3 separate regions of the Mus musculus genome follow, and all the other regions are linked to region 1. Evidence: chromatin contacts called from public Hi-C and promoter capture Hi-C data. All regions are on one chromosome and are shown on one strand. Each heading gives the region's core, a stretch centred on a gene start, on an enhancer-like site or on the middle of the called end of the contact. The rest is flanking DNA. Distances are from core to core; before and after follow the strand shown.

Region 1 (2,700 bases), core at 67-2,566:
CAGCTGTAGGGTATAAGTGGCAGTCAGAGGGCTAAGAAAGAAGGGACAAACACGCCTCCCTGGATGTGGTTTGTTTACCAGATGCATGATGGACTTTTACCCAGAAGACCATGTCCAGATGTGTACATGTGGTCTGGCTACTTCATCTATACTCCCACTGGGCTGTAAAGAGCTATGCTCATAATATTTGTCAGATTTGTAGTATAGTGTTTTGTCTTTTCCATATACAATACAACTTTGCAATAACAAGCATCAGAACACACCAGATGTTCTGATGTAGTACTTTATCAATGTTCATGAGTTTCCATCTAGGATTAGTGGAATACAGGAGAAAAATATGGCCATTAGCCAAACAATTTCTATTTTGGTTAGTACAAGGTAGAAGAAAATTAAATTAGCTTTCCTTTGGAAAGTACAGAGAATTGTTATTTCTGATGCTAGAGGCAGAGATTTTTCTGGTCTTAACTCAGTCACTAGTCACTTAGCCGACAAGACTTTATGTTCAGGGCAGTTAGGGGGAAATTTAGAAGCCTAGTGAAGAGAATGTAGACTTGAAGAGAAGCTGAATGCCTTTGGCCAATACTTATATGATACCCAGTAGATCTACCAGTTCTACAGACTGAATGTACTGGATACTCCCATCAACTGATTTCATGAAAGATTGCAGGTCACAGACTGTTGAAGATCAGAGTCAGTAAGATAGCAAAACATTTTGGATGCTGGACCTGGACAGCTCCAGGACCACTTTGTAAAGGGGCATACCCCCAATTAGACCCTTAGGAGAGCAGAGTGAGAAGAGAAGTGGGAACATTTGAAGAGCAACCTCTATTTTATTTAAGCTTTAGTGACTGCCCTCTCTCCTTTCAGTGTTTCCCTTCCAGAATAATAGCTGTTATTACTCACAATACACAAATACACACACAGATATATTGACAAACACAGACACAGACACAGACACAGACACAGACACAGACACACACACACACACACACACACACACACACACACACACACACCATGTTCTGCTCGTCGTCGTTCAGCTAGAAACTGTCTTTCATCTAGAAACTGGAGCTACCTTTAAAATTAAACCTACAGGCAGACACCGAGAAACACTATCAGCTTTGCCATCACCAATAGCGAAAATTAAAATGAAGACAGGAAGAGCCTCCACCGATTTCATAGCTTTGCTTTTCTGGCTTGCATCTTTGGCACCAAGAAGTTGAGACTGATCTTGTTTGAGAAAAGTGTGTTTTCTTGCTCAGTGCAAAGAACTGCTGGATCCACATTGACAAGGAGGAATTTGTTGGCAAAGCCTGGTTTTGTGGGAACAGGTCTGTGCGTTCAGACACCAAGGGAGCTTGTTTATTTATTTTAATTCTCTCTTTCTTGCTAACAACCTGTAGACTTGGGATTTAAGTGGTGCAGTAAGGAGCGAGGCTTGTCAAGGCTAGTAGTCATGTGCTCTGGTCCCCAACCTGGTGGCATCTCCTCCCAGCTGTAAAGAGCCAGTCCTTATTCTGGCTCTTTTGGTGGGTTGTCCAGGAGCGGACACTGTAAATGTCCCCTTCTGAACCTAGGCTTTCCAGTTCATCGGAGTTTCTGTTCTTAATTGACAGACCAGTGACTATTGGCTGAAGTTCCCCGGCGATTTGCATGAACAGAGAGGGAGTGTCCTCTGCCACCCTCCCTTCTGGAGCGCTCTGACTGCAGCCTCCCAGGGAATGCGCGGCCGAGGGAACGCGCGCAGCTTGCTGGTCCAGGCAGTGAGCTTGCGCCCGGCGACCTGGCACCCGTGCCTGGATATGGGGCATCTACATCGTCCCAGCAGCAGGACCAGCCACAGGAACCTGCCGGTAAGGATGCGCGAACCCTGGGTCCTCCAGAAGTTGCAATGCTCTCCAGCTGTTTCTACTCCTGGATGGTATTTTCAAACGTTTTCCCAGAATGCAAACTTCAGGAGAGGATAGGGGGAGGGAAAGGAGTTTGGGATACTGAGCCCAAGGTATTTTAAACAAATAGCTTGGTCCCTCGGGTCCATAGAGGAAGTTTCTGAAGCAGAAATGTTGCATGAGGTGGAGGGTCGAGGATGCGCTCAATCCTCTTTATATTCCAGGCTGTAAAGATCGATCCCTGTGTCCAATGTCAGCTTGGAATCGTCTGTCTACTGCAACTGACAAATGCCTTTGCATAATAATTTTTCGCGATTACTTTGCTGGCTTGTCAGCTTAGCAGGAGGTAGAGGGCATAATAAGAGGTAGAGATCCAGATCACTTTATTTGATTTCTTGTACGGATTAAAATGAAAAATCTTTTTCCTCCCTAAAGCAGGTAGGGAATATGGCTCAATTTTCCATCATGATGTTGTTGTTGTTGTTGTTGTTGTTGTTGTTGTTGTTGTTGTTGTTGTCATTGTTACAACTGATGCTGCTGTCCTTATTGGCCTCATAGAAAACGAGTCTATCACATTAGATGTTCTGGGACTTTAATGGTAGAATCATGTCAATGAGCACTAAATCCTGCACTGCTCAGTCCTTTTCGCCACCTTCCCCTCCCTTTCTTCCCCACAACCTACGGAGGTTTTCCTGTCTAGTTAAGCAGCCAGCAAATTGCGTCAAAGTATGCTCTGTTCTGTGTTTCCAGAGACCCAAAGCCTTAAAGTTTGAGATTCTAAACCTTAACTAGAGAAGCTAGTTACCAGACG
Region 2 (2,700 bases), core at 130-2,629, 570 kb after region 1:
CATGTAATTTTTCTGTCTCCCTAGATAGAACATATATGCTTCTACAAACTGAATAATATCTAATAAGATATTGAATAAGAACATAGGAAAAGGCTGTCTGTTATTAGGCAATCACCCAGCATTGGTATCATCACATAGCTCAGAAAGATATCAAGTGGAGCAACTGTTGGCTAAGCTGACGGTCACTCAGATATATTTTACAGAAGCTTAGTAATCCATTCCAGAAACAGCAGTATGCGACTATACTGTTATGCCTATATAGTTTATCAACTAATAGTGGCAGTCTATGTGGCCATGTTCAGTGAATTATTCATGTAATGTGAGACTATTATTTAATGTATAAAAAATTGCTAAGAAGACCTGAAGAGATGACTCAGTCTCTAAAATGCCTGTCACACAAACATGAGAATCGGAGTTCAACCACTAGCTGTCATGTAAAGGCCAAGAGAAGCACGGAAGATGCCTGAAATGGCAGTGCTGAGGAAAGGGAAGCATGACGATCTCTGAGGGTTGCTGGCTAGCTAGTCTAGCTAAATAGGTCAAGTCATGGTTCATTGAGAGATCCTGTCTCAAAACATTAGACATTGAACACACAACGCAGGCACAAGACAAAGAGTTCTGGCCTCCAAATACACACACACACACACACACACACACACACACACACACACTCACTCTCTCTCACAAACATGCACAAAGTTGCTGATGCTATGGGAAGGAAGGTCACCAAGAGAAAAACCACTTAGACTAAAACACTACATTAACTTTAAAGAAAATATGCTAGCCCTTCAGAGCTCAGAGAAGTTTGTGAAAGAGGGGGCAGAAAGATTGTGATGAGCCAGTAGAGATGGAAGACAAGAAAGAGAGTGTGCCTTCCAGACACAATAGGAATCGTGCACATACCACCACAGAGAGACTGGCAGCATGCAGTGAGACTGCAAAGGTCCAAGCAAAACTGGTTACCACACTGAGAAGAAGTGGAAATCAGCTCCCATGTTTAACCAAGAAGCTATATGTAAATGACAATCTCTCACAAAGGGAAAAAAAAATCTTAATTCTCCAATGAAGTTTCACTGAATATATAAACTTTAGCCCAGTGGTAGATGGCCAACACAAAACTAACTCAATGGTAGTTTTAGAAACTTTTTATTTTGTCTCAATGCATTGTTTGGACATCTTTTTAACCTTATTGTTCTTTTGCTCATGTATTGCTATCTTGAAAAATATCAGAAAAATGGAAGTAAAGGAGAAAAATGAAAGGCGAATTTCATAAAAGTTAAAGTGAAAATAAAAAACAATGTTACCCCTAAACATAGAACAGTCTGTGCTGCTTGCTGGAATTAATCCATTTTCTGTTTGATTTGTTTTCGAGTTCCCATTGGCGATTGCTTGTGCCAAACGGTTGTGAAACCTTGTCTGTGTGCTCCCACATGCACAGCAGACTCAGAAGTTCTTTAGAATGCTTTGTCATTCACAAACACAATAAATTATTCAGATTTACAAAACGAGATATTCATCCTTCTGAAGACTCGCCATAGATACAGTTCCTTTCAGTCATTTATAAATAGTTTTCAGGGCTTGTAGCTTACTATGCACCGAGCTTGAAAACAGCAAAGATGAATTAATCATGGAATCTACTCCATGAGCCACATTTTAAAAAGAAAGTCATACTTAACATGAATCCTAATAATTAGGTTGAGGAATACAGTTTACTGTCTATAAATACCCATTTTTCAGAAGGAAATATACTTCTGAAAAATAGTGGAGTGCCTATCTATCATCACAAATACATGACCTTCCAAAAATTCCCATTTTTCAAAATAATCGCCAAACTCAATCCTTTGTACTTTCATTGAAAGAATAAATGGCTAGTCTATTTTTCAAAAGAAGTTTGAAGAGAAACCATAGCAGTCTGTAGAAGAAGCTACCCCCGTTCCCTACTCGTATAGATTGGTCTATCCAATTGCCCCACTACATCCATGATCAGGGAGGCATCTCGAAAAAACTCAACCAGGCCTCTCACAGTTCTGCCTCTGTGTGGGAGTTTTCATCTTCCCCAAGGCAAGTGAGATTCCTACAAGCTAGTAAGAAGCAGACTGCTTAGGTTAGAGCACACCATCTGTGCTAATGAGGCAATAACTTTTAATGTGCAAATCTGTCACCCTCCCAATGAGTTTATTTGGAATTTAAAGAGACAACTTCTTAAGTGAAGGAATTGTTCAGAGTAGGAAATCTGAGCCTTCTGTCATATCTCCAAGTGAGATATTTGAGGTTGGTGGATAAGCCTCCCTGTATTTGAATTTGATAAGCATTCGGGGTCCTAAGGTTAAGTCTTTATCCTTTCTTTTGAACCTGTGCAGCCTTCAAGATGTTTGAAAATCAACCCCAGCCTTTTCTGAGCCACTTTATTCTGATACCTCATAGCACTAAAAGCCTGTGCTCACAGTTAAAAGAAAGCTACTTATTCAGCAAATGTACTGAACTTCTATTATGTGTTAGGCACTGTGATAAGTATGAGAGATCAAGTAGAGAGTACTAGAATAAACAATGTAGATTTAACAATATAATATGTACCTGAGCAAAGAAATCCAATGTATATAATCATTAGGGAATATGAATCTATATTTCTAATAGTTAATAACTGTATATTATTTAAAAGTCAATATTATAACACAACTAAATTAAGTGGCCTTAATAAAT
Region 3 (2,700 bases), core at 19-2,518, 790 kb after region 1:
GTGGATGCTCACAGCCATCCATTGGATAGAGTACATGGTTCCCAATGAAGGAGCTAGAGAAAGTATCAAGGGAGTTGAAGGGGTTTGCAGCCCTATAGGAGGAACAACAATATGAACTAATCAGTATCTCCAGAGCTCCCTGGGACTAAACCACCAATCAAAGAAAACACATGGTGGGACTCGTGGCTCTAGCTGCATATGTAGCAGAGGATGGCCTAGTCAGTCATCAGTGGGAGAGATGCCCTTGGCCTTGTGAAGGTTATATGCCCCAGTATAGGGGAATGCCAGGGCCAGGAAGCTGGAGAGTGTGGGTTGGTGAGCAGCGGGAAGTGGGGAGGGATATGGGGTTTTCAGAGGGGAAACTAGGAAAGGGGGATAACATTTGAAATGGAAATAAAGAAAATATCTAATAAAAAAAAGGGAAGAAAGAAAAGAACAGGTTTCCAAGACACAACAATGAAACATAACAATATAAAATATAAGATGAAGCAACAACTATTATATCAAAGTTGGATAGGGCAACACAACAAGAGGAAAAGAGCCACAAAGCAGTGAGGGGAGTCAGAGAAGCACTTGTCCTCAGTTAGAGTCCCATAAAGATACTAAGCTAATAGCTACAATATATTGCAGAGGACCTGGTGCAGACCCATGCAGGCCCTGTACTTGCTGCTTTGAACTCTATGAGTTCAGATGCACCGTGCTTAATTGATTCAGAGGGTCTTGCTTTCTGCAACCCCTCTGCCTCTTAAAATCTTCCCTTCTCCTCCTCTTCCTACCTGTCCTCATTCGCCTCCTCCTGCTCCTCCCCCTCCCTCTCCTCTCCCTCCTCCTTCTCTTCCTCCCACCCACTCCCATGCCTCTTCCCATTCCTCCCCCCCCCTTGCCTCCAAGAGGATGCACCACCCTACCCCTGCCACCAGGCATCCCACTTCCCTAGGATCTCAAGTCTTTCAAGGATTAAGCTCTTCTTCTCCCACAGAGGAATGACCAAACAGTCCTCTGTTGTATATGAGTCACAGGCCTCAGAAGAGCAGCTCCCCATAATGTTCCAAAGGCAATTGTTTCCAGGAAGCCGATTCTAAGGTACAACTCTTAGAATACAAGGTGCACATTTTTCTTCGTAGGGTGCATAGGAAATGAAGTGCAATCAGACTTAATTTTTTCTATACTTGAAACAAAAAAATATAGTTCAGTGCCAATTGAATACAACTCCAATCAGCTGGGCTTATTTGGAGTCTTGACAAGCTGGCCTCAAAAGCAGGGAATGCCTTCCAAACAGCCAGCTTCATTTTCAACCATATTACTGAAGACAGTTAGATGCTGTAGCAGAGAGGGGAGGCCAAGAAACCAGCCCACGTATATTGGTTATCTATATAAGAGAAATATCAGTGTGCATCTGCCAAAAAAATAACAAACATTTCAACAAGTACAGCTCAGATAATTGGTTAGACACGTGCCTTGGGGGAGGGGCTTGTCAGATTCCCTATCTCATTTCATGGACTGGAATGAATTTCAAATTTCAAATAGCTTAAAGACCTGGCTTTAAAGTATTGCAACAGTTAGAGAGAAAAAGGAATAATAATAGCATGCTGTTTCCTAAAAGACCAAAAGTGAAATATAACAGATTAGATAAAATAAGCTAGAAAATAACACAGTTAGGAAAGTCTACATATTGAGAGACAATATGTAAGAAAAAAAAAGAATTTCTTTAAGAGAAAAAGAATCAGAAGACAAGCCTTACTTAGCCTAAACCTACTTAACTCAGAAGAAATCAAAGATAGTTTGTAGAATAGAACTCAGTCATCAATAAACATAGAAAAAGATGTTCAAACTTCCTAGAAATCAAGAGAGAGGTTTTTTTTTTAATTTTTTTCCTATTGTCTATGGATGTTTTACTAAAATGTATTTCTATGCAGAATGTGCCTGCCTGGTGCTTCCAAAAGCCAGAAGAGGGCTTTTGGGGTCCTTGAAACTGGATTTAAAGGATGCTGGAAGACCCAATGTCCTCTGGAAGATCAATCTAGTGCCCTTACCTAGGATACCCAAGATATAAGATACAATTTGCTAAACACATGAAACTCAAGAAGAATGAAGACTGAAGTGTGGACACTATGCCCCTCCTTAGAATTGGGAACAAAACACCCATGGAAGGAGTTACAGAGACAAAGTTTGGAGCTGAGATGAAAGGATGGACCATGTAGAGACTGCCATATCCAGGGATCCACCCCATAATCAGCATCCAAACGCTGACACCATTGCATACACTAGCAAGATTTTATCGAAAGGACCCAGATGTAGCTGTCTCTGGTGAGACTATGCCGGGGCCTAGCAAACACAGAAGTGAATGCTCACAGTCAGCTAATGGATGGATCACAGGGCTCCCAATGGAGGAGCTAGAGAAAGTACCCAAGGAGCTAAAGGGATCTGCAACCCTATAGGTGGAACAACATTATGAATTAACCAGTACCCCAGAGCTCTTGACTCTAGCTGCATATGTATCAAAAGATGGCCTAGTCGGCCATCACTGGAAAGAGAGGCCCATTGGACAGGCAAACTTTATATGCCCCAGTACAGGGGAACGCCAGGGCCAAAAAGGGGGAGTGGGTGGGTAGGGGAGTGGGGGTGGGTGGGTATGGGGGACTTTTGGTATAGCATTGGAAATGTAAATGAGCTAAATACCTAATAAAAAATGGAAAAAAG

The links. Promoter capture Hi-C pulls out the DNA fragments that hold promoters and counts their contacts. A called contact is a pair of places that touch in the nucleus more often than the background predicts.
Region 2: a contact with region 1 is called in a promoter capture Hi-C map of hippocampal neurons, with 5 times the contacts expected there. The contact joins the enhancer-like site here to the promoter of Pcdh20 in region 1. A contact is called at or near these places in 3 of 39 promoter capture datasets (the 3T3-L1 cell line, hippocampal neurons and maxillary cranial neural crest), 1 of 484 Hi-C or Micro-C datasets (embryonic fibroblasts) and 1 of 9 other capture datasets (adipose tissue).
Region 3: a Hi-C map of ventral hippocampal neurons shows a contact between it and region 1, with 2.6 times the contacts expected there. The contact joins the enhancer-like site here to the promoter of Pcdh20 in region 1. A contact is called at or near these places in 3 of 39 promoter capture datasets (cranial neural crest, hippocampal neurons and liver), 1 of 484 Hi-C or Micro-C datasets (ventral hippocampal neurons), 1 of 115 datasets of contacts at active chromatin or transcription factors (astrocytes) and 1 of 9 other capture datasets (embryonic stem cells).

The regions. Positions count from the first base shown.
Region 1 is chr14:88,470,012-88,472,711 of GRCm38.p6, reverse strand. Pcdh20 (protocadherin 20) reads left to right here and starts at 1,316. Exons shown (of 3, transcript NM_178685.5): 1 at 1,316-1,331; 2 at 1,617-1,853. The coding sequence starts at 1,722.
Region 2 is chr14:87,901,335-87,904,034 of GRCm38.p6, reverse strand. No RefSeq gene overlaps it. Among named protein-coding and RNA genes, the nearest start is that of Gm33203, 430 kb to the left of the region's middle. Within about 2 kb of position 1,379, at least 10 of the 459 cell types and tissues checked have an H3K27ac peak or open chromatin away from gene starts, as enhancers often do. A contact at or near this core is called in adipose tissue and hippocampal neurons, where this site is marked.
Region 3 is chr14:87,679,584-87,682,283 of GRCm38.p6, reverse strand. No RefSeq gene overlaps it. Among named protein-coding and RNA genes, the nearest start is that of Tdrd3, 260 kb to the right of the region's middle. Within about 2 kb of position 1,268, at least 5 of the 459 cell types and tissues checked have an H3K27ac peak or open chromatin away from gene starts, as enhancers often do. A contact at or near this core is called in ventral hippocampal neurons, where this site is marked.